Linked DNA regions of Mus musculus: regions 2, 3 and 4 are each linked to region 1. The links are chromatin contacts, called in public Hi-C and HiChIP or PLAC-seq maps. All regions are on one chromosome and are shown on one strand. The core of a region is the stretch at or near the end of the contact, and the rest is flanking DNA. Distances in the headings are between cores, read along the strand shown.

Region 1 (6,031 bases), core at 884-3,383:
AATGGTAGAAACTTATTCTCTTACCAATATTGAAAGCATGCAATTCAGTTATCCATATGCACCATGCTGTGCCATTGAATTTAAAACCAAAGTCAAACTATTCATCTGGTTTGACTCAGTTTCCATCACATCCCCTGTAGTAGCCTCCTTTCTAATCTCTTTCTCTGAGAAAGTGGCTGTTAATTGTATAGATAAATAAAGACACCGAACATTTGCCTGTTTGCTTTAGGCCTATTCCACTCAACCATGGCATTCTTCATGTTTGTGAAAAAGGTAGGCGTTTCCTCTTTTGTAAGTCTGGAAAGTATATACAGTGGCAGTTATGGTATAGTGTCCCCAATCCAGGCACATTCTCTTGGTTGGTTCATGAGGACTGTGAGTGACACCTAGGCTGACTGGCTATTATGAACGTTGGACCAAGGGACGTGAAAAGACAGAGATATAGATCTTCTGACCCCCCGTACTTTGGGTAATTATTTAGAGGGGGGTTGAGGGGTTATATGCTAGTTTTATCTTTAGTTTATAAAGATACTTCATACCGTTTTCCACAATAGTTGCCCTAATTCGTATCATCTCCCAGTCTGTGCAAACTGTCCGCAAGTTTTTTCTTCTTTCTTTGTGGTATTAACCATTCAACAGCTTTGAAGTGTTATCTCCCTGTGGCTTTCATTTGGATTGCTCAAGTGATGAGTGGTGTGGAGCCTTTTGTAGCATCTCTTGCCCATTCATGCATGTTTTTTTGAGGGAATCTACTTAGGTTCCTTGTCTACTATGTACTTAGCTGTATACCGCAGAGATAGTCCACCTTAAAATGCAAACCATCTCAGGCAGGCGAATCTTGCAACGATTATGAACTTCTTTAACTTGATTTTCACATATCTCAAATATATGGCAAAAATCAGACAATCCTACCTACTGGACATCAGAGGCGGTGTCTACATAGATACAAAGATTCTGCCCTCTAATCACTAACTCCGGCAACTCTCCTTCTTGGGTCCGACTGAGCGGGAATTCTCTTTTGTAATCTTAGAGGTGTTTCCCGCGACAACTTTGATAAGAATGTAAAGATTCTACTTCATTTTGTAAGGCAACTGAGGAAATACACAGGGAATAAATTGCACTCAAGGGTCCCTCACACAGTGACACCTACTGGGCTGAAGCGAACAGTGATTTTTTTTTTTTTAAGCCAGCTCTGCTCAGTTTACAAGGAGTGAAAGTCTTTTCTTTTGATGTTCAATCATTTAATTCAGTCTAGTCAGAAGAAGAAACCCCCTTCCACACACACACATCAAAGTCAGTTGCACGGCTTAACGAGTTTTCCTGAAAGCAGGGCTGCAAATAACTCGCCTGTGTGTAGATTTATGAGTCTCAAAGTGTTGGGACCATTGGAAACAGCATTCTTGAAAACAAAACAAAAACGTGAAAATTCTTACAACTTCTGTTTTGGGAGTGTCCCGGAGAGGAAGGTGCTGGATATGATTCAGTGTGGAAAGGTCAGCATAATTACTGATTTCAGGACGTTAGGGAAACGCGGCAGGAAACAATACTCAACAGATTACACTTCTGGGAAAGGGGGTTACCGTACGTTACTCTCCCCTAGCTTTAGAAATTTTGCTTCAGGGTGAAGACAAGATCCGTGCCCGTTTAAAACGGTAACTCTTTGCCTTAAAAGGATGCAGGGAATCTTCCTCTGGCAAAACAACTGCTTTGCACTCGGATATTTACAGCGTAGCCAAGCCTGCATGCTTTTCAAGAGGCGCGCATAGCAAAACTGGCTGAGCGCGCTCAGCGACTGTTCACTGCCAAAGGCAGCGCTACGGAGAAGAGTCTAGCCTGCAGCAGAGCCTTCCCGCGCCCAGGCCAGCCTGTGCTCCGCCCTCAGGCTCGCTGCCACCCGCGGCCAGGCGCTCCCTGGGTGGGGCGGCGGCCCGTGCAGATGCGGCGGGCCACGCGGGGCCGCTGCTGCAGCCGGCTGGGCGGTGCGCCCGGGCAGCCTCAGCCGCGCGCCGCGTCGCTGTAATCGGACACCGAGCGCTCGCCCCCGGCGCCCGGCCACTTGCCATTCACTCCGCGGTGCGGGGTTGAGCGACGTGGAGAAGGGCTCCGGGTGCCGCGGCTCTGCCGCCCGGGATTCTGCTACAAAGAAACTCAGCACCGGCCGGCAGGAATCCCACCCTCCGGACTCACTAAGTCTTTAAAGGTCTTCTGGGGAAAGGACCTAGGGGACTGGAAATCCAAGCCCGGAGCAAGTGGCTGACTTCTCCTGGATCTTTTCCCACCTCGGTAAGCCGGACTCAGATTTTCAGTCTTACTCAGTTACTGAAATAGAACTTTTCTGGGTCTGTGTACTGACTTGTTTTTCCTTTGGTGTGCTCAAGTCTGAGTATTTTCTTAGGAGCCCACGCGACTCATGAGGAAAGCGCTCCGGGAGGAGCTGAGCCTGACTGGAGGCTGTGGCACCTGCCAAGACTTTAAGTTGCTCCAGTGCCTTCTAAGGGGAAAAACACCGGTGGAAGCTACATAATATATTTATACTCTCGTATTTACTCATAATAGATGACCAAGCACTAGCCATCACTTTTAAGTGTGCGAGTTAAAGGGACTAAGTTGTAAAGGACTTGGGCGGGGGATGGCAGTCACAGCCCATCACTAGGTCGGACTGAAACCAGGGTGTTCTGATAGATAGATCAGCACTGTCTGATCTCCCATGTCATCTAGGCAATGTTCTTCGCAATTTATGGAGCATATCTCTTTTAGGGGAGGCATATCGGATTATGTACTGGTAATAGCAATATGTAAAAATGTACAAATGTCTCTAACTTGGTTAATAAACAGACTAAGGTTGGACATATTAATAGTATCCCTTCCCCCTGGTTTTAACTACTAAGTCAACAAATCCCAGGGGTAAAATTCTAAGGGAAAGTCACCCATAAAAATCAATTTTCTTCTAAGTTAATTTAGGGATGACAGGGTGAAGAGGTTGTGGAAGCAGGAAGAAACTGTTTCTTTTGAAAATTACCAACACAAACATCTCTAGGGTCTCCTCCATCTGTGTGGTAGAGGCAGAGAGTTTCATGTTGCACTCTTGCAGCATATGTGCTACCAATGAGACCAGTTTAGATTTTTCTTTGAGATTGCATGCTGTGTTTAATTGTCCTTTCCTTCTGTGTCAGAGAAACAGCCTTTTCAATTTTTAACCTCACTTCCTTATTGAATAGAATCAATAATGTATTTTCAATTTAAAAAAGCCATATAACACAAGATCTGTAAGGTTGCATTTCCAGACTAGACCTGCTTGTCATTTTACTGTATAATTACACTATATGAGAAGTGATGGGATTTCTGATGGCCAGTGGGGCTCATATAGGTTTGTTCTAACAGTACCTGGCCTCCCTTTATACTTAGACATTAGTTAATAGCTTATATTAATTTTATAGCTACAATTTTCAAGCAAGAATATTGTCTCTTTGATTCATTGTTTGAAATTTTGATGGCGCACTCTCTGGATGATTTATGTAAAATATGCCTTGGTGGATATGGGGCTCCAGTGGATTACTCACCACGAGGTCATTGGTTTAAATCTGGCAGGAGTCCATGGTTACCTCATCTGCATCACTTAACCACTGCCTGGTCATCTGCATGCACTGGCAGATAGCTGATTGGGGTGGTTTAATAATCAGGGATGGAGCACAGGTAGATTTATGTATGGAAACACTATTTCAGAGGCAATTAATCCAGAAGAATTAGTGAGCATGGAATGAATGGGTACCCATGAATAGGATGGTGGAATCTACTGTATTTATTAGGGAGAGTATTTTCAATCTTCAATACTCTGTCAGTATAATTGAATGGGTTCTAGAGAGATGAGGTATTGAGATTCGTTGGGGGAAATCAATTAAGTGTTTTCACTGATGCTTTGTTCTGCTTTGATGTCAGCATCATTTTTATGGGATGATAAAAGAATTGTCAGTTGCAAAGACTTTCAGACACAAATAAATCAAAAGGTTTCCATTTGAGAAGTTAAGTCATAGCACCTCCTACTGCTTGCTGCCTGCAGACCTTAAGCTGCGTTTCTCAAAGCTGTTATCTCTGGTTACCAAAAAGTTAAAGAATATTCCACAGATCTCTTCTTATCTTTCCTCTAAAGGTATTTTCCCTTGGATATTAATTCCCAAATCAGAAGAAATGGCATTCCGGGCGATTTGTGTGTTGGTTGGAGTATTTATTTGTTCCATTTGTGTACGAGGATCTTCCCAGCCCCAAGCAAGAGTTTATTTAACATTTGATGGTAAGAAATTTGATAACACTTACAAAAAAACATTGTTGGAGGTCTTGTTTTTTTTTTTTTTCTTTTTTCTTTCTTACTCAGATGAAAGCTTAACGTACTGAAGAGAATCAAATCACATTATTTGGCTCTCAAAATATTACAAGGCTACTCTTTAAATGCCATGATATTTATTATCGGTCAGCATTGCATTGGAGGAAGTATTTATGAAAATGCCTGGAGTGTGTGCTACCTTACGTTTTTCCCCTTAAGTTTCATCTGGGTTGAACATATATTCCAGGGAGATAATAAAGAGCTTAAAGTGTAGCATCTTTTATGTCATCTGGTTGTGCTGGAATGCAGCCCCTTCTCAACAAATTTCATGAATAGAATCATGAGTTTTGTCACTGTAGTAACTCCAGTAAGTTCCAAGTATTTGCTTCAAAACTGGAGTTGTTCTAAAGTTTGTTTTTTTGTTTTTGTTTTTGTTTTTGTTTTTGTTTTTTTTTTTTTCTATTCTCCATGGTTGGTTTTTTTTTTTTCTAGTGAAGTGAAAATTACATAAAAATATTCAGGACAGTGCACTGATTATTGTATAAAACTTTGTTTTCTTAAGCTTAGCAAAGTAATAATTTCAAATAGTGATTTATAGAAAAAGCCATATGGTGCTTTGAGGGTGTGGTTACTAAATGTGTACATGGGGTTAATGTAAACTGCTCACATCATTCTAGACGGGTGGTTGGGTTAGTAATGTAACCCTTATTAACTTGGCAGATAAAATATGAACTAGATGAGAAATGTCTTCAGGACCACTTGTGCTTACGTTTCCAAGTTTTACACAAACCCTGTCATTGCATGTGCTTAGTTGCTTTGATGAGGGCACTCTTAGGCCTTCACAGAGGAATTGCAGAAAGCACATTGATTGACACTTACCAGTCCTTTTTTCCCTTTCTTTTTAAGTTCTTAAGTGCTCCCCTAAGGTCACCATGAGCAGCAGAGAAGCCATATTTAGAGCTTATTGAGTGTGAGCTTCTAATTGCACCTTTAACCTTTGTGCCTGACATTTCCCCTTGAAACCATAGTCATGCTGTTTAGATGTGAAGAACAGGGGCAACAATAACTGCTTTGGAATCCTTCTACTTTTCTTGAATCACAGAAACATTTTACAGTTGTTTGTATTTTGTTTCTGAAGTTGACATTATCAATGCAGAATAAGAAAGAAAGAAAGAAAGAAAGAAAGAAAGAAAGAAAGAGAGAGAGAGAAAGAAAGAAAGAGAGAGAGAGAAAGAAAGAAAGAAAGAAAGAAAGAGAGAAAGAAAAAGAAAGAGAGAAAGAAAGAGAGAAAGAAAGAGAAAGAAAGAGAGAAAGAAAGAGAGAATGAAAGAGAGAAAGAAAGAGAGAAAGAAAGAGAGAGAGAGAGAAAGAAAGAAAGAAAGAAAGAAAGAAAGAAAGAAGGAAAGAAAACCTCAAGGAAAAGTATAATTACCTATATTTTTCTTACAGTGGAAGGAGATGACATGGTCTGGTAGACCAGATAGCTAAGGCTGGTCCCTTCTATGACATTAACACTAACCCAGACTTTCTGTGTAAATGTATGCAACAAGTGATTAGTCACTTAGGATACTTCAGCAAATTTGTCTTTAAAGAAACAAGTACAATTTATGTTTTCCAGAAAAAGTTGTGTCTTTAGAAAACAGTGTTAGTACTCTATAGAGAATGTAAGTTATTATAGACTTTATATTATTGTATGTCTATTGCTTAAACAGT
Region 2 (6,031 bases), core at 1,806-4,305, 440 kb before region 1:
TAGTCAATTACAGGGGATGTTCTATAGGCTTCTCAATGTTGGCAAAGTGGGGCACAGCCTTAAAGCGACCCCTCACTACCATTTTCCACATTTTATCACAGATCAATCACTACAGATGCTTGAGTGCATTCATCCTGACTTAATTTCCAAATCTTACATCAGAGACAGAGACAGACAGATAGATAGACAGAGAGAGAGAGAGAGAGAGAGAGAGAGAGAGAGAGAGAGAGAGAAGCAGAGAGGAGAGAGAATCATAGAAGGTGAATTGAGTAACAACACAGACATAACTTTGAGTAACACAGACAAAACAGAAAACTAAATACAATGGTAGACACACTGAAGCCATTATTTGGTATACAAGTAACCAATATTTTGACACCTTGCCCTTAATTAAGTCACATAAATGATAAATTAATCATGTATAGTATAAATAAATGGATAAAATAATAGAAATGTTAAATTAATAATTTGAGTAATCAATTCAAGAAGAAATCAATCTTAAGAAGAGGAACAAAATGACCAAAAAAATGTGATGAATTGATCAGAAATTTGAATAATTCAGTGAGTTCAAAATTTATAGAGAGCCAGAGTTCACTTTGATCAAACTCATTTCTGTTTCGAAATTTTTCCAAGATATTAGTTCTGAACTGGTAGACAGATTTTAGTATTTTACTTTCAAACATCATATACCTGTGAGAACAGGGAATATTGTCTATTTTTAAATTCTATATCCAAGATTGAGATAGCACATAATCACACACACACACACATACACACACACACACACATGAGTTATATAAGAAAATATTTGTGCATGTATAATATATGTACATATATCTGTACCTGTAAATATATACATATCATTTTATATATATATATATATATATAGAGAGAGAGAGAGAGAGAGAGAGAGTGAGCAGGGTTTTGGGGTCTAGTTATGTAGATTAAAGTATCTACACATCACTAAGTAATATAGGCTGATTTTGAGGTAGCATTTTTTCTGCCCAGGTACTGGGGTTACATGCAAGTTCCAAACACTAGTTCTTTGCCTATCCGTGCGTTTGTTCCCTGCCTCACTTTCACTAGAAACAAATGGCCTGCCCAGTAACTGTCTTGGGAAAATATTTTAAGAAAGATCACTACAGAATATATAATGTATATTCGTTTTCATAGTATGCATACTACATCTACATTTTTATCTTGAGTGATTAGCCTCAGATAGTATAAGACATTGTTTTGTTTGTACTCTGCTTGGACTTTGACATCTTTGTCTTATAGCCATTGTATATTATTTCTAAACAAACTTTTTCGGCACTACAAAACTATTAGATTAGTGTATGTTATCTGTGGGGACATAGAAAAAAGTAAATACTAATAAATCATTGCCTGAACCTGAGAGTATAAATAATATCACACAGAGGCTGTTTGTTTGATACTTTCATGAATGATAAATGAGACATCATACTTATTTGGGTCTCCAAGCTATGAGCAATGCTTAGGGGAAAACATGTTCAAAATTCAAATTGGTCTTGCTTATCTGGAAGAGGATCATAAATAATTGTAATGGTGCTAAACTACAAAGTCATTGTAATACATCTTAAGTATGTGGCGGGGGTGGGGGTGGGGAGAGAAGCAGAGAGGTTCAGTTGACCAAAAGCAGGAGGCTGTTTAATCGTGGCACTCTCCTAGACAGAGTAGGAATCAGATGAGGGGTCTTTGATGCTGACCCTTAAATACTTCCTTTCCACTGCATAATGGAAGAAATAAGAAAGTTACAAATATAAGTTAAAATGCCCTTACACTCTGGATAGTGAATTCTTGACTGATACTGTTATCAGGTGACCTTCCTTGTCTTCCCTATAAGTAGCCATATTGCTACCATGCTTACCTCCTTATTTCAAACTCTGAAAAGTAGCAAAGTAATAATGTCAGCTATTCTGAAGGGATGTAGTATTCTGTTCAACTGTATTCGTATTAGCAGTGGTAGGTGTATGGATGACTATAAGCTGGGTCTCCCTAGTATCCGTTGTGCATTCAATTAGGACTTCTAATATAAAAATGAAAGGTTGAGTTTTGCTTGATATGGTGTCCAGTCTGTGTGAACAAGAGTTTTTTTCTCATCCTTGCTTGTTTGAAACCAAGTAATGAAAACTTCACACCAATGACCTGTTTGAATGCTGCCCTGAAGCAATAAAAGCAGTAGACAGCAGGTGCCTTTCTTTTCTTGTCTGCACTCACTCTTTGTGTTTGACCCAGTGGCAAGCTGTGTGCCTCTCAAGACCTCCAGTGAAAGACTCCTCAAATATTCACATTGTACCATGAAAGGCTTGTCTGCCAAGGAAACCTATGATAGGCTACCTTGAAGGAGACAATCTACCATGCAGGAAGATTGTCTACCATGCTGTTTTATCAGGATCTAGACCTTGTGTGGCTGCAGGATACATAGGCACAATCTGACTGGATGGAGGAACCCCTATGTTTTCTTTTACTTGAAAACTTAATTTCTATTACTGGGCTAATTAATCAGAGTTTAGGTGAATGGTATTGTGATGATTCCAGATGTGCTGAGAAATCACTGTTTCTACATAATGACAACTCACCCAAAACGAAAACATACTTGTAAGATCAAATTTGAGACACCCAACATGTGTATCTAGTGGTGTTAACAGAAAATGAAGCAACTAGAAAATGTTAGCCAAAATTATACCACAGCAACAGGAGGATCCACTGTGCATTAGCACATGAGGGAGTACCTAGTTATAACACCTGCAGTATTTAAAATCTTCAGTTAACCCCAATTAGGACATTTACAAATCTCTGTATCTCAATGTCCCTAGGAGATCTATAGTTCCTGTGAGGCAAAGCCAATGTATCATCACGTTTCTCAGTAACTACTCACAGTTCTTTATCATTCTGTTTTAAACTTATAGGAGGATGATACATTCCATGACTGCAAGAGTATTCTAACAAGTGCCTTCCCTTTACCTCACTTATGCTTAGACAGTTAATCTGTCACTAGAGATAACGTGGATGACAAGCGCACAATGCTGACAGTAGGCATGTGTTTACAGAAAGAATGCCTGCTGCCTTAAGGTCAGAGGCTGGAGAGCTGTGGTTACTGGGAGAAATTAGTCAGGAAAATACAGCAAAGCCCAGCAGGGATTTATTTGCATGAAGCACTTTCATTTCTTTGTTTATTTGAAAAGACTTGGATTGTGAAAGTGTTGAAAATTCCTCCTGTCACATAGCTGGAAGGGAGTGAGCTCTCCTCCGCGCATCATGCTGATAATGATGGTATAACTGTCCACGACAAAGAATGAAGCAAACATTTCAACACATGGGGAATTCAAAATGTATAAACAGGAATGTTATCACACTTCTAATACTCAGCATGGTATTCAGAAAGTCAACACATGAACAGGGTAGTTTTCAGAAAGAAAAATAAAAGTGTATAGTTCTCCTAGATGGTTCTGAGCTCAAGGTAAATTTTAGAATTTTGAATTATTTCAGTAGGTGAATTCCACTTCATTTCCAGATTTTTGTGGATGAAATGTTATAGCCTTTTGTCTTTGCCTTCAGCCATTCAAAGTGTCAAAGAATTTGAAGCCTGTTCTAGAACTTTCACATAGTTCTTTGGTGTGATAAAGTTATTGCGAGTGTTGATAACATCTTTTTGATGACTATGGAGTTAAGCTCTTTATTTAGGGTTCGTACACATTGCACATGTCACCATCATAATATATTTCACTGTATATAGTATTCACTGTACTATATTCATATATCATTATTTATTTATATAGTCTACCCTTTCTCACTTAATGAATAGCTGTCATTATATGCTTATATATCAATTTCATTCACTGAACCCTTTCATTGTTTAAATATAACTTCTCTTTCATATTCCTAGGAATCTTAGCCATGCTTCAAATGGAGAGAGTACTACAAACATTCGCACAGGTATTCCTGATTCATACAGTTTTCTTCATCGTATTTGCAGGACTTACAATTAAAACAGAGTCCTTGAGAAAGATAAGGCATAAGGGAGCCACTTGTTGAGTGGGTGAATTTGCAAAGCACATGAAACACAAGAAGAAGGAAGACTAACATGGATATTCATTCCTCCTTAGAATAAGGAACAAAATACCCATAGAAGGAATTACAGAGACAAAGTTTGGAGCTAAGACGAAAGGATGGACCATCCAGAGACTATCCCACCCAGGGGTCCATCCCATAATCAGCCACCAAACTCAGACACTATTGCACATACCAGCAAGATTTGCTGAAGGGATGATGGTAGAGCTGTCTCATGTGAGGCTATGGCCATCAATGGGAAGAGAGGCCCCATGGTCTTGCAAACTTTATATGCCCCAGTACAGGGGAATGCCAGGGCCAAGAAGTGGGAGTGGGTGGGTGAGGAGCAGGGAAGGGGAGGGGGGAGGGCATAGGGGACTTTCAGGATAGCATTTGAAATATAAATGAAGAAAATATCTAATAAAAAAACTGAAAAAAAAGCAAGATAACAAAATTACTGCTTCTGTTGTAGGTTTCAAACTTCTTAGTCCAAATCAGTTAAAGCTATGAAGTAAATTCCAGTACACAGCAGGAACTGTACCTGTGATATGCAATGAAACTATGATATCATGTGTTTAAAAGCTACTCCACAGTTAGGGGTATCATTTAGATGGTGATGCATGCATTCCTCTAGAGTCAAAGTGTACTTGAATCATGGCAAAATTACAACTTTGAGTGACAGAAGGCAAAGGCAAAAGAGAGTCTGTGATCTATGATTTCATCCAGATGAGCTGAGAATGAAGTCGAATTAGTCCAGTGACAGAATTCAGAAATGTGAAATTGACTTTGGGAAAGAGAAGAATACAGGAAAAGAACTGTTTTGGAAATATATCTGTCTCCCATCTCCTTCTATTTGTTTGTGAGCACTTTTGGGTACATGAGAGTATATATAACTCACCCTATGCCACATATCTCTCTCTCTCTCTCTCTCTCTCTCTCTCTCTCTCTCACACACACACACACACACACAAAATTCTCTTAAAAATCCCTGATTTAAGATAGTTTCCTTTGGCCCATTTTTTTTTTATTAATTTTGTAATGGTGTATAAATTAAAACTATTGGTTTATTGGTAATGAATATGACACACAAAATCACTCCCATAATTTGGTTACAAGAGATTGTGCCTGATGGCTTATTAGAAATCTCACCCTCTTGGTGGGTTTCTTTCGTGACAGAGAGACTCACTTGACAAAGAATATACCCCCATTCCATGAAACCAATCAAAATTTCAGCCCTAACTTAACAGCCTGTCTGAACTTAGTGCTGTTAATGATGACAGAACATTGCTGAGGCATCATGAATCAAGTGAGCCAAGACCAGTTGCCACCAGTTGTCATCACCAGTAAGTCTTACTGCAGCCACTTCAATGACAATAACACTTAAGGGAGAAGAAAAGAAAATAGTGCTATTCCAGGGCAATTTTGCTTCATACCGGAAATAGAAACGTCTAATTCAAGTCTTAGAAAAGGAAGAGGAGGCTCATGCCACCACTCCCCTTTCTCCCTCTACTCCTCCCTCTCTCCCCCTCCCCCTCTCTCCCTCTACTCCCCCTTCTCCCCCTCTCCCCCTCTTTCCCCTCTTTCCCCTCTCCCTCTCTCCCTTTCTCTTCCTCCTCTCTTTCACTCCCTGTTCCCCTTCTCCTCCCCCTTGATATCCTTCTTTTTCACACACACACACACACACACACACACACACACACACACACACACACACACACAGAGGCATGTGTGTGTGCACATGTACACATATACACACATACACACATACAACATACACACAAAGATAGGCCTGTTACTAACACCACACACATACCTGTTTACTTCATGTTATACATATTTCGCGTTTACTGTTGGGAAGGGTACAATGTCAAGGTTGTTTAATACACTTTATTTACTTATTCATGTTGAAAGACCTGTTCCCACCTCTGTGCATGTCTTTACTATATACTGCATGAGAATG
Region 3 (6,031 bases), core at 1,834-4,333, 330 kb before region 1:
ACAGGGTGCTGCCTCAGCCCCTCTGTGCTTCCGCCTGTTCCAGAAGCTGTCAGGTTCTCTGGCGCACCCTCTCACCTGTTCAGACTAATTTCCTAAGTTCGGCGGGTCCCGGACCAAGATGGCGACCGCTGCTGCTATGGCTTAGGCCGCCTCCCCAGCCGGGCGGGCACCTGTCCTCCGGTCGGGACGGTGGCTGGCTGTCCCAGGCCCACAAAGGGTGCTGCCTCAGCGTCTCTGTGCTTCCGCCTGTTCCAGAAGCTGTCAGGTTCTCTGGCGCACCCTCTCACCTGTTCAGACTAATTTCCTAAGTTCGGCGGGTCCCGGACCAAGATGGCGACCGCTGCTGCTGTGGCTTAGGTCGCCTCCCCAGCCGGGCGGGCACCTGTCCTCCGGTCCGGAAGGTGGCCGGCTGTCCCCGGCCCACACAGGGTGCTGCCTCAGCCCCTCTGTGCTTCTGCCTGTTCCAGAGGCTGTCAGGTTCTCTGGCGCACCCTCTCACCTGTTCAGACTAATTTCCTAAGTTCGGCGGGTCCCGGACCAAGATGGCGACCGCTGCTGCTGTGGCTTAGGCCGCCTCCCCAGCCGGGCGGGCACCTGTCCTCCGGTCCAGACGGTGGCTGGCTGTCCCCTGCCCACAAAGGGTGCTGCCTCAGTGCCTCTGTGCTTCCGCCTGTTCCAGAAGCTGTCAGGTTCTCTGGCGCACCCTCTCACCTGTTCAGACTAATTTCCTAAGTTCGGCGGGTCCCGGACCAAGATGGCGACCGCTGCTGCTATGGCTTAGGCCGCCTCCCCAGCCGGGCGGGCACCTGTCCTCCGGTCGGGACGGTGGCTGGCTGTCCCAGGCCCACAAAGGGTGCTGCCTCAGCGTCTCTGTGCTTCCGCCTGTTCCAGAAGCTGTCAGGTTCTCTGGCGCACCCTCTCACCTGTTCAGACTAATTTCCTAAGTTCGGCGGGTCCCGGACCAAGATGGCGACCGCTGCTGCTGTGGCTTAGGTCGCCTCCCCAGCCGGGCGGGCACCTGTCCTCCGGTCCGGAAGGTGGCCGGCTGTCCCCGGCCCACACAGGGTGCTGCCTCAGCCCCTCTGTGCTTCTGCCTGTTCCAGAGGCTGTCAGGTTCTCTGGCGCACCCTCTCACCTGTTCAGACTAATTTCCTAAGTTCGGCGGGTCCCGGACCAAGATGGCGACCGCTGCTGCTGTGGCTTAGGCCGCCTCCCCAGCCGGGCGGGCACCTGTCCTCCGGTCCAGACGGTGGCTGGCTGTCCCCTGCCCACAAAGGGTGCTGCCTCAGTGCCTCTGTGCTTCCGCCTGTTCCAGAAGCTGTCAGGTTCTCTGGCGCACCCTCTCACCTGTTCAGACTAATTTCCTAAGTTCGGCGGGTCCCGGACCAAGATGGCGACCGCTGCTGCTATGGCTTAGGCCGCCTCCCCAGCCGGGCGGGCACCTGTCCTCCGGTCGGGACGGTGGCTGGCTGTCCCAGGCCCACAAAGGGTGCTGCCTCAGCGTCTCTGTGCTTCCGCCTGTTCCAGAAGCTGTCAGGTTCTCTGGCGCACCCTCTCACCTGTTCAGACTAATTTCCTAAGTTCGGCGGGTCCCGGACCAAGATGGCGACCGCTGCTGCTGTGGCTTAGGTCGCCTCCCCAGCCGGGCGGGCACCTGTCCTCCGGTCCGGAAGGTGGCCGGCTGTCCCCGGCCCACACAGGGTGCTGCCTCAGCCCCTCTGTGCTTCTGCCTGTTCCAGAGGCTGTCAGGTTCTCTGGCGCACCCTCTCACCTGTTCAGACTAATTTCCTAAGTTCGGCGGGTCCCGGACCAAGATGGCGACCGCTGCTGCTCGCTGATGTTGGTTTTTAATAGTCACCTCTGTGAAGTCACTGGAATAATATTTATCCTTTGACTTTTATGTTTATTTTAAAATGTGTGACAGTTAGTGCGTTGATTCTGTTTTACTATTGAACCATGTATTGAGACAGCAGGCTGCATCTAGATTGTAGTAAGGTAATAGGAAAGATTGCTAGTTATTCTTTTCCTCATCTTAAAGATAAGGCTGTGGGACCGATCATCCAGATTTCATTTATCACTGGGTATCTAAGCTAATTTGGTCTGAGAATGAGAAAAGAAGATTTAGCAAGAATAACAATGCCCCCTGTAAACCTTGAAGATGACTACAAACAAATAACAACAAATAACAGGGGACAAAGAGGAAATGACAAAACAAATCTGCTGTCTGGGGGCATTTAAAGCTCTGTAATGAAAATTACTTTTTAACTTATTGGAGATAGTGTCTCCTGCCAAATGACAGAATGCTGAACAAGTCCTGGATTCTGGAACATCTTCATCCTCTTAGCTAACCAGACACCAACTTTGCAAGCTTGTGCAGAGAGGGAAAAAAGATTAATGAATAGTCTATGAAAAAAACACTCTTGCTCAAATCTCTCAGAGCTGTTTGGAGACTTGGACTTTGAGTTGAAACTGAAGAACTGTTTTATGGCCACCAAGGGAGAGTAAAATGATCTCAGAGCAGAGGGTGGGGATGGGCAGCTGGCGAGGACTGAGACCTCCGTGTGCCATCGCCTAGCACTTGAGTGCACTATGAGTCATGCTGGACACACACTACATTTCTGCATTAGTAGTCAAGTCTGGTGGTAGAAGAGAAGCAGATGAGACCTGAGGGTGCCCGGGACATCCCACCTTCCTGTGCTCTGTGAGGACAGCAAAGACCTTCCATTCCTTTAGAACCTTACTTAAATTATTATCTGTGAGAGAAAACATGCCAGTCACCACCAGACCAAGACATTATATACAAGATAAATTGAAGGGATTTTTGAGATTATTTTATTCTATCCAAGCCATCACAGAATTACAGAGTTTAGATTCAGATAACAGCTGCATATGCAATTCTGAAGATTACCTCAAGAGTAGTTAAAGTAATACCTTTCTACTTTATTTTTTTCTGGAAAGTCACAATATAGAAAGACATAGCTACACTGACTATGGCTATTGCAGACTAAGACCTTTCCTCTCAAAGAGGCCTGAGATTCACAGACATTGCTCCTTTCCTCCTCACCGCAGTTGGGATGGCAGCCTGACAGAATGCTTCTGGCTTGATCCCAGGTTCTGCAGACAGTTCTAGGTGCTGCCCCTGGCCTACTGTGTCTAGGGTCTTCAGCCTAGCCTTTGCCACTGATTATTTTAAGCAGTTTTGAAGACACAAATTTTGAATTTCAACTAACAATCTTTGATCAAAATTCATGAAACAATAAAGCTCTTAATCCCCTTGTGTAATATGCATAGAAAACATCAACATTATCTTATATATCTATTGTATACATATGTATATATGTCATATTATCTTACCTATCCTATATACCTATAATATATACCTATATTATCTTATATATTTATCTATTGTATACATATGTATATAGTATATGTAAGCAAACTATTTTACAGAGGAATTTGTTAAAAGGAAACCGTCTTTACTCAATGTTACTAAATAAGTATATATACATAAAAATACATATATAGTTTACAATGTTTCTAAAGTTAATTCCTTTAAAAATATGCTACACTATAAACTTATATAGGACATTGCATACATAGCAAGTAAATAAAAATTTACCTTTGAAATGCTTATCAAAAAATGATTTTAACCCTAAGGAACCAACCACATTCTCAATGAGAATGTGACAAAGATAATTTCAACAATATTATCTCTGGAAGAACAGATTTAATTTTATGCTTACAGATTTTTTTTCCCTTTCCACATTACACCTCCACAAGCCACCTAACCTGTATTGTTATTTGAACTGCATCAATATTTCCTTTTCTTAGGTACATCTTTGCTATTACTATAAAATGTCTATACCCTGAATACTGTTATCCAGATCCTATATGTACTTATAATTACACCTTCCTCATATTAAAAACCATTAGCATCCAACTTTTGTGTTTGATGGATGGAACAAGTTTGTCTCCTCTAGCAAAACATGCACAAGACCATTAAAATTGACAAACCTTATGGAGGGGATGCAGTTCTCTTTGAGAACATTAAGAAAATGGATTGAGTTTTGCATCTGGGTCCACGTAATGCTAAGTGGGAAAAGCACATGGGGGGCAGCAAGATAATCTATAATGGAAGCCGATTAAGTATAAGTCAGTAAAAGAACAGACGGGATCTTGATGATATAAGTCCTCTGGGGATCTTTAGAGAAATGTGGAAAAATAAATATTCAGAATGTGACCTAAGACTTTGGGGAGAAGGGTGCAAGCTAATTTCTAGATTACATACCCACATTTGTATTCAGAGTCTGTTGTCAACAAGGACAGAATGTGACATGAGAGCCTGATATGAAATCAAATATTTGCATACTTACATTAATTCATTTATATTCAATGTATGCATGTATAAACAGAAAGTAAAGATGAAACTCAATATGGAGAAGTGGACGAAAATAAATTTCTCATGAATTCTTTACTTGGCATATAATAAAGTATAATGCCATTCACAAAAGCGATTGCCAAACATAGTCTTCAGAGTCAAATCACTTGGCCTCAATCACACTTCCTACTTAGATTTGCATAAATTATGTTTCTTTAGACTAATGTACAAAAGAATATGTAAAATATCACAAAAATGTTCCAAGTGAATAGATTTTCGAACTGAGGATACCTAGAAATTAATCAACTTAAATTACTTTGCCTTAGATTTTACTAGTGTATCATAATTTCATGAATTTTTCATATAATAGGTGAATGACAAGTTAATAAAGTTGCATGCATTTTGTCTCTAAAATTTCTTATCAAAATTACATCAATATGCAGTATGTCAAGACAGTAGAGTCATAAGAGAAGAAAACCTAATTTCTTGTCTTTTTGTCTCTGATAGCACATGACAATGACCATCATATTCCGACCTGATGCACAAGTTGCTGAGTTGCTTGTGGTGTTTGCCAAAAATAGACTCAGTTTGTACAGCTAAGGATATATCTCATAAGGATATAGCTTTTATTCCTGGGAATCCAGAGGTCCTTAGCTCCACGGTTGGTCTAGTGTTTGATGTTCAAGTCAATAAATGCATGGAAGTACCTTTGTTTTAGTTTTGGACTTTAAATGCTTCTGCTACATTTAAATTATTTTCCTGTTCATGTAGAATTTCCTCCTAGATTAGTATTGAGAAGGATTTAGTAGAACCTTTTACTAAATTCAAGCAAAAGCTTAGTAACTCAGAATGAAGAACACAGTAATTCATCATTGGATCCTGTTCTTATTTCAGGTAATATCCGTCTATAATTCAAGTGTGAGATCCAAGAAGGCTGAGTAGAGCTGATTCTCTAAACCATCTCATAACCTCCCAGCCTAGATTAGCAGCTAGTTCGGGGACTACTCTCCCCAGATATTTCAAACTCCATTTTCAGGTAAACATTTCCCTGTAAGAACTCTAGTGGAGTATAAGCTGCTGTTCATGCCCAGCTAGTCCCTGGAGCTTCTTAGAAATAATGAGCTGTCTAGATCATCCTATAGGTGAGAGTGATGTCTAGAAGTTTCTCCAGTTGTCTTCTTCCTACAATTCCTATGAAAATTTGAGTTCTCAGGCCTCCAGAACTTAGGTACATAGAATGAAATCACCCACATAAGCTACACTACTGTTAAGGCCTCCTGATGCATGCTTTGGGCTATCATCAAAGTTTCTATTAGCAACTTATTTGCTGGAATTTAGAACAAAATTTTAAAAATTACAAAAAAGAGAATAATTTATAAAGAAACATTGCACTTGTTTCCAACAAATTGTCATGAACTTGGTGATGTAAAACAATATACTTTATCCTCTTATCACTCCAGACTCCTCCTAAAGATGAAATTCACCAAGGCCATTCTCCATATTGCTTCCAGAGACTCTAAGACTAATATATTTCTATTCTAACTTAGGTACTCTTTTCTCTAAATATGTCAATCTTATATAACAAGTGAACATACTATATTAATCTTATTTTTAGGAACTCCATCTTATTTTTATGTATGTGCTACATACGTA
Region 4 (6,031 bases), core at 2,518-5,017, 300 kb before region 1:
GACGCCACGAGGGTTTACCCCTACGTGAGTAGATAAAATTTGACAACAATCTAAAGGCATTATTAAGTAATCAGAATCATTTCTAGTAGAACCAATCCCTCTTGCAGCTCTAGGAATACCAGAGGAAGAAAAAACAGCCATGTAGGCTTGGCAAAATTATTAGTTGAGCTATTTTGTCCCCTTGTGATATAGAAAAGACAACTTGAGGACAAGAACAGAGAACCTGAAGTTCCCCTTTACAATCCTGATCTACAACTCCAGGGTGGACAATAAGACCTTGTAGGCTGCAAGAGCCTGCCTCTGTCATTATTGTCCAGTGGCTTCACCTGCTCGGGAGAGCGCCTTCCAGGCCCTAATAGCCTTTTCATCTGATTCAGAACTATTAAAAACTGGCTCCTTGAGCTCACCTAGTGATGAGTAGAGGCTCCTTCTCCTAGAAGCCTCCGCTGATTGATCTTTTTTCTTTTCTTTTTCCTTCTCCTTCCTTCTAATCTCTCCCCAGGTATTCTTACCTGACCTAAACTTTTCCTCAGGTTCAAGACCCGTGGAAAGGCCTGTATGCTTATTTTGTGTACCATATTTTCTCTTTGCTCCTACTCTCTCTCCCCGCTTTACTTCTGATAGATTGTCCTGAATTTCATCTAGAATCCGCCCTGCCTTAACCACTTGATAACATGTGAAAAGGAACAAAAGGGCTTCTAACACTAGAGAAAATTCAAGGCCAAACATACCTTATAAAGCTATTTTCCACTTTACTTCTGATAGACTGTCTTGAATTTCCTTAGAAAGTTCAAGGCCAGGCTTACCTCGTAAAGCTATACTCACTGGTACTCTCGTTCCCCAGCTGAAAAGTTCTGAATTCATGCAGTTGAATCCTTCTTAACAGTCTGCTTTACGGGAACCTTTATTACCGCGACCCGCAGTTCTGGTTCTGGAATGAGGGATCTTCCTTGCGCCGGTGAAACTCCCGTCCCGAGTTTCCTCCCGGGTTTTTTCTTCCCGGATTTTTTCTCGTCCCGGAATTTCTCGTCCCGGATTTCGGCACCAATTGTTATTAATGCGTTCTCACGCCCGGCCAGGAAGAACACAGCAAACCAGAATCTTCTGCGGCAAAACTTTATTGCTTACATCTTCAGGAGCAAGAGTGTAAGAAGCAAGAGAGAGAGAAAACGAAACCCCGTCCCTATTAAGGAGAATTATCCTTCGCCTAGGACGTGTCACTCCCTGATTGGCTGCAGCCCATCGGCCGAGTTGACGTCACGGGGAAGGCAGAGCACATGGAGTGGAGAACCACCCTCGGCACATGCGCAGATTATTTGTTTACCACTTAGAACACAGCTGTCAGCGCCATCTTGTAACGGCGAATGTGGGCGCGGCTCCCAACAATTTATGTTTTTAATCTTCTATATTCTAACATATTTATAACACTTTTAACATATTTTGGATTTTAAAAGTGGTCTTGTTTTTATTATCTCCACCATTGAAAGAAGCTAGAAATGATTCTGAGTTTCAAGCAAGTGACAAGAGAATTATGATTAAATTAAGCAGGAGTATCATGCTATTGTTTACGCACCCTTTCCAGGATATCAGGACTGAAATCCATCAGATGCAATGCCATTACTTCACCCAATCCACCTAGGCCTCCTAGGTCTGTGGAAGAGTCCTTCGCTGAACAGTTCAGGCTCAAAGTGGACAGAAGATGCTCTTGAAATTTAGAAACCCCATCCCCTTGGAAGCCACTGTTCCCATTCCAGACAGTACGTTCTGCCATTCCCATCAAGCTACTTCCTATCAGCATTCAGGCTCTGCCTTTAATCAGCTCCGGCTCAGGTAGAAGCCTGAACCTTTATTTAAAACTGTGGGATCCATGGAGGTTCTTTCATTTATGTTTTCCAATCTCTAAATTTTGCATAATCAACAAGTAATATTAAAAATAAAATTTCCAATGAGAGGAGAAAGGACTATTAAAGGATATATAAAATCATTGTTATGTAATCATGAATATCTAAGTTGAGTTCCCGAGAAGCCATATAAAGGCAATCTTGGGCCTGGGACAACACCTGAGTGGGTAAAAGTGGCTGGTATGAATGCCCGATGACCTAAGCTATGTCACTGGATGCTGAAGTGGAAGATGAGAACTAATTCCTGAAAGTTGTCCTCTGACCTCGTCATGTACAACATGGCATGTGCACTGCCCCAAACACACAGATAAACATACCCACTAAATTTAATTTAATATTAAAAATCAAGCCCGGCATAACTGTGTGTTCCCATAATTCCTGTGCTGCTTTGGTGAAGACGGGGATTTACTGACCACACATTCTAGTCATAAAGGTTGAGCTCCAGGAGTAGCAAAATATCGTGTCTCCAAAAATAAGTTGCAGGAGAGTAACTGAAAAAGAGATCAGACATGAACCTCTGGTTTCCCCATGTGTGCACACATGAGTATACACAGGCACAGGGAGAGAGAGAGTGAGTGAGAGAGAGAGAGAATATAAAAACAGATAAAATCTTCCGATATAAAAGAGGCAGCAAGAGGTCCCTAGCTGGTCATTATCAGTCTGGATAGCTCTTGTATCTAGAAATGTCTTTGTTCCCTGTCACAGTCTGAAATGCTCTGTGTTGCTGAATACAGTGTTCTGCACAAGCTCCTCATTTGGTTCTCAGCCCAAATTAGTCACATGATATGACCACAAAGCAGATGTCAAGTTGAAGAGAGAGTGGCAGAAAGTAGATATTTTTCTAAGAGCAAAGATTAGGTAAAATATACAAGAAAGCGAAACATTAGGTCCTCACTTGAAGTTGGATATGAAACAATTTCTCCAATTAATTATGAACTGAATTTGATACCATAATTCCTCCTGTAAGTGCACAATCTTTAGAGGGGGAGAATGAATAGTATATTTTGAGTGGCAACAGAATTGGCAGCAAACATTGTAGTAAACCATCTGAACACTGTATACTAAGACAGCTAGCCAGCCAGGAATCCAGGGAGCTGAATTTCACATGTGCTAGTGAACTTTAAAATCCTTTGAAAAGTATAAGCCTCCCAATGGAAGATATAGCACTGTTACCAGTGTTTCCTCAACAGATCCCCAAACTTTACACTTCAACACTTGAATCTACTTCCACTACCAACGGTTCTGGGTAAAGACTTAACATTGTTGATTTTGTCTTTGTTTTATGTGCCCAGAGCGAGGTGATAGTTCATTTTGCTATTTATATCTAGACCACATCTTGCCAAACCTGTGGGGCAGGTTTTGTTAGGGTGAGCTCGCAACACCTGTGCTTTCTTAAATCATTATGTGGTAAATCATTTGCTGGGATGTGTAAAGGTTTGCCTTAATATGACTTTAAACAGTGACCTTTCCAAAGAAAGATCATTTAGGATAGAACAAATGGGGGTTTACTGATAAGCAGCCAGTGGCTCCTTAAAACTCAACACACAAGCAAACAGCCTTGATGTCTATCCCCCACAGCCAGTCCTCCTTGTTGGGCAGCATCCCTCAGGCTTGTTTCAATACTCCTATTGAAACTTTCCATCCAAGGCCAGGATTTCCCACTGTTTACCTTTCCCCTAAGGAGGAAGCAATCTGGGGAATTCCCCCTCCCTTGCTGTCAATTATTTCATCCTGGCAGGCTTGGCACATTTGCCAACCTCACAAGTTGTGCAAATGAGTTCTCCATGGAGATGAAATTCTTCACTGTTGCCATTCCAAATATGTATGCTTGAAAGAATGTACTGGGTTCTGTCTGTAAACACTTCTAGGACCAAAGCAAGTTCATATCTTTGCTACTGAAGTTTGAACACAAGTCTTCCTTTTGTCAGTACAGACACACTTGTGATTCCCAGCGGAAAAGGAAACTCCAACCGACATGACTGTTGCAGACACAGCTGAATCGACCACTCTTGTTCTTCCTTCCTTTTACTGACACATCAACAGCTGGTGTCCTAGAGGGATAGGCAAAACCAGTCATAACTTGAGCTTAATGCTGAATTTAAGTTTAAATTTTCCTTGTTGAGTAACTTTTCAAAAATTTTTTCGAGAATTTTGCCAAATGCTAAAGCTTCTGTTTCTTTAATTCTTGCATACTGGAAGAGAATATTTAATCCACATGTTTCTGACTAACTTGTCTTTGGGGAAAAAAAAATGTCTTTAAGGTGAAAACTAGAATTCCAATCAGCATATATATTTTGTATTACTTTGTAATTTCTAATGAAAGTGGATGAGACTCAAACTGTACTTAATGTCAGGAAGTCCTAATAAGAAAAGAACATATTGGTGGGAAAGAAATCAGTTTCTGTTCTTTGTGGAGGTAAGTGATGTGATACACACGTACATGTACAATATAAGCTTGCTTTCTTTTTCTTTGCTTCATGAAAGTGGTGTTTCTGTTCTTTAATATGTTACATGGGCAGTAGTTATAGAATTTCAGAGAACGCCATCCACATCGTCTTTCCTGAACCTGTCATCCAGTTCCAGGAAAAAACAAGAAGCAAGCTGAAAACAGGAGGATCAACTCCCACACTATGTTAGTGTAAATAATACTGAATTTAAGTTTAAATTTTCCTTGTTGAGTAGGAAGATCATTGGGAAAACTTATAAAGCATGGACAACTTATTACAGAAAGTTCAAATTTTGTATCTATTTCATGAAACAAGAAGTAAATTAACTCCGTAAGAATGAGAGTGCACTTTTCTTGATGCATGGCCTCCTGGGAAGAACATACAGAGAAAAAAATATCTGAAAAAATTTGAGTCCTCTGAAAGACTTCTTTTGTTTTAGGAAAATATTTTTTAGCTTGTTGATAAAGTGATTGCTAGAAAAAGAAATCAACATCTTTCCAATGAAAAAAAAATTCAATAAATAAATTTATCTTTGAACCCCCCCCCAAAAAAGAGATGCATTCCATTGTTCTCTAGGAATGAGAGTAATGGAATTTGGGGCCAGCTACAATTGCATCTTACAGCTTTTTTTTCCTTGATTTTTGTTTTCGTTGGCTAGCAGTGCACAGCTTCTAGTCAAAAATAAATCCCCTGATAGTGTTTATATGCCTTGCATGTGTGAGACTAATATTTGGTTCAAAAGTAAGTTCAGACCGAACCTAGTGCTCGAGTGTATGGGGGATCTAGGTTGCCTTTAACTTGGACACTGAGAACAGAGTCCATCCATCAAGCCGAGCCTTCTAGTACCTACTGGATGGTGCATGCAAAAGTCCATGAGAGAAGAGTAGATCATTTCACCACATCACTGAAAGGTCTTACTCCCTTCCTTTTCATTCAGAAATGTTTCTGGTAAGACATGAATACTTGTGAATATGAAAAAAAAAAAAAAAAAACGGAACAGCTGGCCTACCTAGAAGTGTCTTTGTGGCCTTGCTGTCAGTTTATGCCTTCCCTGTTGATGTCATTTCCTTGCTTTAAGTATCAAAATTATCAACTTCTACCACTTACCATGTACAGTGTGACAAAGGGTAACAAGAAGAACAGACAACAGAGATGTAAACAAGATTCTCAGTGGTTGTATTATTTTAGGCAATATTTTCTCTACATGTACAAGTAGTTCCTCAGATGGAAAGAAAGGTTCCAGTTTGGAAATGATAAATGGAGACCTTTTGCATTACATAAATGTATTATATATGTAAAGGCAAAAAAATGATTAGCAATGTTACAATAAATTATTTTGCATTATATAAATGTGTCATATAAATGCATCATAAATTAAGATTACAAAGAAGGAAAGATTTTTAATCCAAACTCACACGTGGAGTTTTGTGTATTATTGTTCATAGATATAAAACTGAGAAACGGAACAAAACCAAATTGTTTTAAACTTACTTGGCCAAAACTCTATTTTAAAAAGAAATAACGTAATCAACTTTTAATGTGATATTTTCCTTTCATTAAGTAAATATTATTCTTATCTTGAAAACTGTTTTTGCAATATATGTAACATTGAAAGGATAGGATAAAATAATGTATCCTGGTAGTATAGCATCTATAGTGTATTTAGATCTTTCTTGCAAAATA

Evidence for each region. A called contact is a pair of places that touch in the nucleus more often than the background predicts. HiChIP or PLAC-seq counts read pairs in DNA pulled down with a chosen protein or histone mark.
Region 2: a Hi-C map of uterus shows a contact between it and region 1, with 1.9 times the contacts expected there. The contact joins the enhancer-like site here to the promoter of Sema3c in region 1. A contact is called at or near these places in 11 of 39 promoter capture datasets (the 3T3-L1 cell line, 3T3-L1-derived adipocytes, the C10 cell line and 5 more), 7 of 484 Hi-C or Micro-C datasets (adipose-derived mesenchymal stem cells, beige adipocytes, bone marrow-derived macrophages and 4 more), 5 of 115 datasets of contacts at active chromatin or transcription factors (bone marrow-derived macrophages, embryonic limb bud, fibro-adipogenic progenitors and 2 more) and 1 of 9 other capture datasets (adipose tissue).
Region 3: a FOXA1 HiChIP or PLAC-seq map of pancreatic cancer cells shows a contact between it and region 1. The contact joins the enhancer-like site here to the promoter of Sema3c in region 1. A contact is called at or near these places in 5 of 39 promoter capture datasets (the 3T3-L1 cell line, hippocampal neurons and liver), 4 of 115 datasets of contacts at active chromatin or transcription factors (bone marrow-derived macrophages, embryonic limb bud, fibro-adipogenic progenitors and 1 more) and 2 of 9 other capture datasets (macrophages and pancreatic islet).
Region 4: a contact with region 1 is called in a Hi-C map of uterus, with 4 times the contacts expected there. The contact joins the enhancer-like site here to the promoter of Sema3c in region 1. A contact is called at or near these places in 10 of 39 promoter capture datasets (the 3T3-L1 cell line, 3T3-L1-derived adipocytes, embryonic stem cells and 5 more), 7 of 484 Hi-C or Micro-C datasets (the AML12 cell line, the HL-1 cell line, epidermal suprabasal cells and 2 more), 4 of 115 datasets of contacts at active chromatin or transcription factors (fibro-adipogenic progenitors, kidney, pancreatic cancer cells and 1 more) and 3 of 9 other capture datasets (adipose tissue, liver and pancreatic islet).

The regions. Positions count from the first base shown.
Region 1 is chr5:17,572,683-17,578,713 of GRCm38.p6, forward strand. It overlaps Sema3c (sema domain, immunoglobulin domain (Ig), short basic domain, secreted, (semaphorin) 3C), which reads left to right and starts at 2,134. Exons shown (of 18, transcript NM_013657.5): 1 at 2,134-2,283; 2 at 4,148-4,288. The coding sequence starts at 4,186.
Region 2 is chr5:17,132,521-17,138,551 of GRCm38.p6, forward strand. No RefSeq gene overlaps it. Among named protein-coding and RNA genes, the nearest start is that of Speer4f2, 240 kb to the right of the region's middle. Within about 2 kb of position 3,056, at least 19 of the 459 cell types and tissues checked have an H3K27ac peak or open chromatin away from gene starts, as enhancers often do. A contact at or near this core is called in beige adipocytes and uterus, where this site is marked.
Region 3 is chr5:17,245,423-17,251,453 of GRCm38.p6, forward strand. No RefSeq gene overlaps it. Among named protein-coding and RNA genes, the nearest start is that of Speer4f2, 120 kb to the right of the region's middle. Within about 2 kb of position 3,084, at least 20 of the 459 cell types and tissues checked have an H3K27ac peak or open chromatin away from gene starts, as enhancers often do. A contact at or near this core is called in fibro-adipogenic progenitors and pancreatic cancer cells, where this site is marked.
Region 4 is chr5:17,268,669-17,274,699 of GRCm38.p6, forward strand. No RefSeq gene overlaps it. Among named protein-coding and RNA genes, the nearest start is that of Speer4f2, 100 kb to the right of the region's middle. Within about 2 kb of position 3,768, at least 53 of the 459 cell types and tissues checked have an H3K27ac peak or open chromatin away from gene starts, as enhancers often do. A contact at or near this core is called in kidney, pancreatic cancer cells, stem cell-derived neural progenitor cells and 1 more, where this site is marked.